Regions from separate parts of the Sus scrofa genome. Here region 1 is linked to region 2. A link is a contact called in public Hi-C data. All regions are on one chromosome and are shown on one strand. Each heading gives the region's core, a stretch centred on a gene start, on an enhancer-like site or on the middle of the called end of the contact. The rest is flanking DNA. Distances are from core to core; before and after follow the strand shown. Region 1 holds the start of ABCB1 (ATP-binding cassette, sub-family B (MDR/TAP), member 1). Region 2 holds the start of LOC100522455 (multidrug resistance protein 1).

Region 1 (4,070 bases), core at 1,506-4,005, 210 kb after region 2:
ACCGCATCTGTGGCACATGGAAAGTCCAGGGCTAGGGGTCAACTTGGGATCTGTGCTACATCTGTGACTGAAACCACAACTCATGGCAATGCTGAATCCTTACGGTTACCAAAGGGGAAAGGTTAGGGATGGGGAGGGGTTGTGATTAATAGATATACACTATGGTATATAAAATAGATGAATATCAAGGACCTCTATATAGCACAGGGAAGTATATTCAATATCTCGTAATAACCTGTAAAGCTGGGACAAGGTAAAAGTGGAAGTGTTACCTCAGTAGACTAGTTAAAATAACCTCCAATAGATTAGATCATATTCTTTTAGCCCACTCAGTCTCTCTCTATGTCTTTTCTCACTTAATTGCACTTTTGCAAGTGATTGCCTGATGGTTTGAATTATATAGTGCACCTTGTGTTTAATGCTCTGAAAAAACATTTCCTGATGGTCAAATCTTTGTAAGTATTCTTCATTCCAGAAAGAAAGTCACCATAACCCCGGAGACTATCAGGGCCTGTCCCAAGACACTTTGATGCCAGTTTTAAAATGTTCCAAGGTGAAGAATGCAAGCTTATCCTTATCTGCAGCCCAGTTTTCCACTTCTAAACTATGAGACCCCTTCCCTCTCAAGGGAGAGTGCTGTCCTTAGGGCCTTAGCCGGCTGTGGCCTCCTTTGCCAGGTAAAGCAATTAAAACTATTCTTTACTTCACCCTAAACTCTGTTTCTATTTGGCACAGGTGAACAGAGGGCGAGTTTGGGAAACAGAAACAAAGGCATGAATCATTAAAAACGCATGTGAGAAAGAGGAATGAGATACATATATATTTGCCTCAGGTGGACCACAGGGTATTGTTAAGCCTTTAAGCAGTTGGATGGATGCTGTGCACATGCATATCCAATTAGAATGCTGAGAAAATGCTAGAAACCTGTTAGAAAGTCTAAATAGCAGTTGGTAATGAAAAAAAAAAAAAACCTGATTGTATGTTTCAGAAAAAAAAATCAAGGTAAGGAAAATTTGGAATAAAAGGTGGAAGGAAAATTATGGCTTTGAAGGATGAGTTACTTAGCAAATGTAAGGTAAATACACACTATTCAATAAAAAATGAAAGGTTTTTCTTCCTTTAAACTTCTGCGGTGAGCTGAGAGGTAACTCATATGATGGAGAACACAAACGAAGATTACAAAAACATCCATTTCCCCTAGGTTGATAAGTACAACCTATCAACCTCTGATATGAGTTAATGCTGTTTTATGAACTTGAGTTGTGAAGATTGGTCTTACCTTTTAATAACTTGAGGAAAAGAGAGAAGACCAGAAAAGAAATGCTAACAGTAAATAGGGAATTACAACTTAAGGCATATGCTAAAATAAATCATACTTTATACTAATGAGAATTAAAATGTAAGAGTTTTTTTTTTTTAATACCTTGAGAAAAACATAAGTATTACTCTGAGGGTGAAAATTTGAAAATATTATGTAATTTTAAATACATTTCAATCCTAAATGTGCACTTAGACTTTTTTTTAAACTTTCTATTTCTTTCTTTCCATTTATTTTCAATAAAAGATAACAGATACACCCCAGAAATTGTCAAACATACTGAAGAGACTCCTGTAGAAAAATTTCACCTGGCCTTTTTAAAGGAGCTACTAGGAAGAGAAGCAAATCATTTTAACTCCAGCATAGGCACAAGGTCGGAGGTAGTTTTATTAAATATATTGGATGAGGTACCAAAGAAAATTTACTTTTTCTACTCGCGACACAAGGAGTGGATTGTATATCCACATCCATATCTATCTATACATACTTCTGTGGATATGAAGACTTCTGAGGACTTGCACAGACATGACTCTATAATTGTAAATGTCCTTCATGATTCAGTTGATAAGCGTTCCTCTAGTTGCTCTTTTGCTGAGGGGCAACAGAAGCAAGGACATTCCTCCTGCAATTCCAACCTGTTTCCTAACTCGTAGTGCAATCAGCATGCAATCAAGAGGGCCTGCAGTAGTTCTAGAGCGGTCTGGCTGATTGGCTGGGCTGTAGAGCGCAGGGGTGTGGGCTGCACTTTTACTCCTCTCACCATTCGCCACAGGAAGCCTGGACGTATTGAGCCGCGGCTCCTTCTAGGCCCCGAAGTCCGAGACCGCTGTGCGCTTCCTCCGGGAGCTTCCCGGGAGTCCTTCCTCCGGGAGTCTGCCTCTCTTCTTCCAAAAATCCACGTCTTAGCGGACGTTCAGAGGGAAAGCCCGAGGTAGGGGCGCGCGAAGCTGGGGACGAGATGGAGACAGTTCGCAGGGAAAGTGGGCCCTCCAATTTTCTGAGCTTGGTTCCAGTGAGAGAAGGGTTTGGGGCGGGGGGCGGATTCCAATTGGCAAGTCCAAGAGGAGCCAGGGGAATGAGAGTTATCTCAGTTGGGGAGCTCCCCGGCACCTTATTTTCGGTCCTGGCCGCTCGTCTTGGAAGCTGGGCTCTGAGCCTGTGGACCGCGAGGGTAACCGGGAGGTAGAGCTGCAGCGGCAGCGGGCAAAGTCCAGGACGCGCCGGCGCCCTGCCCCTCTGCTCGCGTGCGGAGGCTGGATGCCGGGCGCGGAGGCAAGTCCGTGAGGCAGCCACCGCGGCTTCTGGCGGCTAGAGCATCAGGGCGAGCGCTCTGCCCTACCGCTCCCCGCGGAAGTCTTGCTCTGTCTCACCTCGGCCTTCTGTGGTTCTGCGGTTCTTGCACTTGGCCAGTCTGCTCTGGTTTCTCCTCAGGTCGCGATGGATCTTGAAGAAGGCCGAATCGAAAGAGCAGGGAAGAAGAACTTCTTGAAAAGGGATAAAAAAAGGTAGCCACTTAGTTTTACTTTCAGATTTATAAGGCTTAAGAGATTTGGGAGATTTGTTTCTAGCCCCCATCTCTGAAATAAATGAAGGGACGATGATGATGACGATGGTGATGTTAATCTTAGATTCTAGCGGCTTCAGAAGTTTGCTGGCCGAGTTGGTTGAGCACAGCGTTTGCGTGGTGAGCTTCTTCCTCAGCTTTCTGGCCCCCCACTGATGATCACATCCTTTTCTGTGTTGTAAAAACTTTCTGCTTTACAAGCCATGTTGATCGCACACGATCCTGAGCCCTGTGTCGTGCTTGTGCTCTGCTTTGTGGTTGAGTCAGTTCCTTCTGGTAAAAAGGTCACATAAACAATTTCATGTTTGTGGCATAGCAGATGCGATGGAAGGCCACAGCTACATTAAGGCATTCCTTTTTTTAAAGGCAATGACTATCTGACCCTGTAGAAGAAATTGTGAGGAGACCCTAGTACCAAAGAAATTGCTAGAATGATTTGAAAGATCCTGATTGAAATTATCCCCATAGGGAAAAGAATTATCTTTTATTCTGATCACAGTATAGTGTCTGTACAGAAAATTTTGAACTTTGCTCACTAAGCTATTAGTAAATTAAAACAAATTAGTAAACATGTTGATACTATTTGAAATCAAGCTTTTCAGTAAAAGAAATACAAATGTGAACATTAAGTTTTTAAAAAGCAATGTTGAATTTGAATTAGAAACTTTAGTGTAATTTCATTTTTTTTTTAATAGTTCCATTTCTGTCTGACTTAAGAGTAGCAGTGAGCACTCTTAGTGTCAGATCTTGGTTTCTCAAAAAACCTTGTAAGGAGGAATCTGTATCCCATAGAAAAAGAACTAATAGGAACTGAGCCTGGAGTATCTTGTGGTACCTGAAAACAGGAATGGAGTTCAGTGAATTGTCAAAAAGGACACAGAAACTGGTTGACGTGTCTTCCACAGGCCAAATTTGGGCATTAAAAAGAATAATGACTGTCCCTAATTGTACTTTATTCAGTATTTCTCAATCTGTGAATCCTTAATTAAGTTCTGAGAAGAAAAGGAAAACTAAAAGGGTGGGATAAGTAGAGAGAACGTTCTTTACAGGAAAATGCCAACTGTCCCACTGAAACCTGCATTATTATAATTGACTCAGGCAAGGATTGTTAATGGATCCTCAGCCTCTCAGAGAAAGGTTGAATCTAAGAATTAACCCAAATTCTTAATTGGGGAAAGGAAAGTGTGG
Region 2 (3,995 bases), core at 601-3,100:
TTGCCTTCTGGTTTGAATTGTATAATGCACCTGGTGTTCACTGCTCTGATGTTTATTGCTCTGAAAAAAACAAAAACTTTCCAACACTCCCATCTTTGTAAGTATTCTTCATTCCAGAAAGAAAGTCACCATAACCCCAGAGACCATCAGGGCTTGTCCCAAGACCCTTTGATGCCGGTTTTGAAATTTTCCAAGGTGAAGAATGCAAGCTTACACCTACACTTGCTTATCCTTATCTGCAGCTTGATTTCCCACTTCTAAACTATGAGACCCCTTTCTGGTTCCCTCTCAAGGGAGACTACTGTCCTTAGGGCCTTAGCTGGCTGTGGCCTCCTTTGCCAGATAAAGCAATTAAAGCTACTCTTTTCTACTTCACCCTAAACTCCATCACCCTGTTTCTATTTGGCACAGGTGAACAGAGGGCGAGTTTGGGAAACAGAAACAAAGAGCAGAGGCAGGAATCATAGTAAAAACGCATATGAAAAAGAGGAACGAGATAGATATACATTTGCCCCAGGTGGATCACGGGGTGTTGTTAGGCCTTAAAACAGTTGGATAGATGCTGTGCACATGCATATTCAATTAGAACACAGAGTAAATGTTAGAAACCTGTTAGAAAGTCTAATTAATAGTTTGTAATGAAAAAAACCTGACTGTATGGCTCAGGAAAAGAAAATCAAGGTAAGGAAAATTTGGAATAAAAGGTGGAAAGAAAATTATGGCTTTGAAGTATGAGTTACTCAAACATAGGGAAAGTACACTATGCAGTAACAAATAAAAGGGTTTTCTTCCTTTAAAGTTTTGCGGTGAGCTGAGAGGTAACTCATATTTTAGAGAAGGCAAACAAAAGGTTGCAAAAACATCCATTTCCCCTAGGTTGATAAGGGTGAAAAGCCCTAATGTGAGATAACGCTGCTTTATGAATTTGAGTTGTGAAGATTGCACTTGGTTTCATTAACTTGTGGAAAAGACAGAGGACCAGAAAAAAATGGTAACAGTAAATACGGAATTAAATTACAACTAAAGGAATATGCTAAAATACACAAAACTTTAATTATCCAGATTAAAATGTAAGAGTTTAGGAGTTCCCATTGTGGCTCATGGGGTTAGGAACCCGACTAGTATCCATGAGAATGTAGGTTCAATCCCTGACCTGGCTCAGTGGGTTAAAGGATCCAGAGTTGCCACAAGCTGCTGCATAGGTAGAAGATCAGGCTGGGATCTGTTTGCTGTGGCTTTGGCACAGCCTGGCAACTAAGGCACCAATTTGACCTCTAGCCTGGGAACCTCCATATGCCATGGGTGTTGCCCTTAAAAAAAAAAAAAAAAGCCAAAAAAAATAGAAGAGCTTTAAAATGTCTTGAGAATAACATTATCATTACTCTGATGGCTTATATTTGAAAACATTCCATTCTTTTAAATACATTTCTACCTGTTTTCACTCATGTGTTTAAAAAAATCTTCCTATTTATTTCTTTCCATTTATCTTCAAACAAAAGGTAACAGATAAACCTCAGAAACTGTCAAACATACTGAAGAAAGACTTGTAGAAAATTTTCACCTGGCCTTTTTAAAGGCACTGCTAGGAAGGGAAGTCTAAATCATTTTAACTACTGTATGGGCACAAGGTCGGAGGTGGTTTTATTAAATATATTGGATGAGCTACCAAAGAAAATTTCCTTTTTCTACTCGCGACACAAGGAGTGGATTGTATATCCACATCCATATCTATCTATACATACTTCTGTGGATATGAAGATTTCTGAGGACTTGCACAGACATGACTCTATAATTGTAAATGTCCCTAATGATTCAGCTGATAAGCATTCCTCTACTTGCCCTTTTGCTGAGGGGCAACAGAAGCAAGGACATTCCTCCTGCAATTCCAACCTGTTTCCTAACTCATAGTGCAATCAGCTTCAATCGAGAGGGCGGGGAGTACTTCTGAGCGGTCCGGCTGATTGGCAGGGCTGCAGAGCTTTTGGGTGTGGGCTGCAGGCCCCCTGCGCCTTTGCCCCAGGAAGCCAGGACATATTTGAGCAGCGGCTCCTCCAAGGTTCAAAGTGGTTTAGGTCGCTGTGCGCATCCACCGGAGGCTTCCTGTTAGAGTTTGCATCTCTTCTTCCCAAATCCACGTCGTGGTGGACGTTCCGAAGGAAAGCCCGAGGTAAGAGCGCGCGAATCTGGGCACTAGATGGAGACGGTTCGCGGGAAGGGTGGGCGCTCCAGTTTTCCGAGTTTGGGCCGGGTGGGAGAAGGGCTTCGGAGAGGAGGAGGGGTGGATTCCAATTGACAAGTCCAAAGAGACCGGGTGGAGTTGGAGTTATTCTCAGTTGGGGAGCTCCTGGGGCATCTAGTTTTGGACACTGGCCGCTCGTCCTGGAGTGTCTCTCCCTGAGCCCATAGAGCCGGTTTGGTACCTGAAGCCGGGCTCTGGGAACCTGTGGACGGCGAGGCGAACCAGGAGGCAGAACCGCAGTGGCAGCGGGCACAGTCCAGGACGCGCTGGCGCCCTGCCCCTCTGCTCACCTGCGGCGGCTGGATGCCAGGCACCGAGGCAGGTCCCTGAGGCAGCCACCGCGACTTCTGGCGGCTAGAGCATCAGGGCGAGCGCTCTGCCTTACCGCTCCCCGCAGAAGTCAGGCTCTGTCTCACCTCTGCCTTCCAGGGTTCTTGCATTTGGCTACTCCGCTGTGGTTTTTCCTCAGGTCGCGATGGATCTTGAAGAAGGCCGAAACAAAGGAACGGGGAAGAAGAACTTCTTAAAAAGGGACCAAAAAAGGTAGCCAGTTTGTTTCACTTTCAGATTTTATATAGCTTGAGAGATTTGGGAGATCTGTTTCTAGCCTCCAGCTCTGAAATAAATGAAGGGTTGGTGATGATGATGATGGTGCTGATGAAGACGTTGATTTTAATCTTAAATTCTAGAGGCTTCAGAAGTTTGCTGGCTGCGTTTCGTGGTGAGCTTCTTCCTCAGCTTTCTGGCCCCCACTGATGGTCACATTCTTCTCTCTCTCTCTCTCTCTCTCTCTCTCTCTCTCTCTCTCTCTCTCTCTGTGAGTGTGTGTGTTTCTCTTTTCTAGGGCCGCACTTTCGGGATAGGGAGACTCCCAGGCCAGGGGTCCAATTGGAGCTGATGCTACAGCTACTTGCCTCTGTCACAGCCACAGCAACGAAGGATCCTTAACCCACTGAGCAAGTTCAGGGATAGAACCTGTGTCCTCATGGATGCTAGTCATATTGGTTAACCATTTGGAAACTCCTTCTTCTTCATGTTTTAAAACCTTCTTTATAAGTGATGTCAGTTGGCCACGAGCCTGAACTTTGTGCTGTGCTTGTGCTTTGCTGTCCAATCTGTTGCTTCTGGGTAAAACAGTCACATAAACAATTTTGTGTTTGTGTCATAGCAGATGGGACAGAAGGCCACAGCTACATTTAGGCTTTTTTTTTTTTTTTTTCCTCCTTTTTAGAACGGTACCAGAGGCATATGGAGGTTCCCATGCTAGGGGTGGAATTGGCCTATGCCACAACCAGAGCAATGCAGGATCCAAGCTGAGTCTGTAACCTACACCACAGCTCTCCACAAAGCCAAATCCTTAACCCACTGAGAGAGAACAGGGATTGAACCTGCAACCTCATCGTTACTAGTCAGATTCATTACTGCTGTGCCAGGAGGGGGACTCCCTATGCATTCTTTTTTTTTTTTTTTTTAAAGGCAATGACTATCTGACCCCTGGAGAAGAAGTTATTTGGAGAGTCTAGTACCAAAGAAATTGCTAGAATGATTTGAAATGATCTTGATTGAAATTATCCCCTTAGGGAAAATAATTATATTCTGATTGCAGTGCAGTGTCTGTATAGAAAATTTCAAACTTTGCTCAATAAGCTCTTAGCAAATTATAAAATAAAATGAATTAGTGAATGTATTAACACTATTAGAAACCAAGCTTTTCAGTGTAAGAGAAAAGAAATACAAGTGTGAACATTAAGTTTTT

The links. Hi-C and Micro-C count contacts between places; a contact is called where the count stands out from the background.
Region 1: a Hi-C map of omental adipose tissue shows a contact between it and region 2, with 7 times the contacts expected there. The contact joins the promoter of ABCB1 here to the promoter of LOC100522455 in region 2. A contact is called at or near these places in 3 of 5 promoter capture datasets (liver and skeletal muscle) and 20 of 47 Hi-C or Micro-C datasets (blood, differentiating spermatogonia, embryonic fibroblasts and 9 more).

Annotation. Positions count from the first base shown.
Region 1 is chr9:93,048,032-93,052,101 of Sscrofa11.1, forward strand. ABCB1 (ATP-binding cassette, sub-family B (MDR/TAP), member 1) reads left to right here and starts at 2,756. Exons shown (of 27, transcript NM_001308246.1): 1 at 2,756-2,823. The coding sequence starts at 2,756. LOC100522818 (a long non-coding RNA gene) reads right to left here and starts at 3,671. Exons shown (of 2, transcript XR_299049.3): 1 at 1,806-3,671.
Region 2 is chr9:92,835,878-92,839,872 of Sscrofa11.1, forward strand. LOC100522455 (multidrug resistance protein 1) reads left to right here and starts at 1,851. Exons shown (of 28, transcript XM_013989592.2): 1 at 1,851-2,167; 2 at 2,709-2,782. The coding sequence starts at 2,715.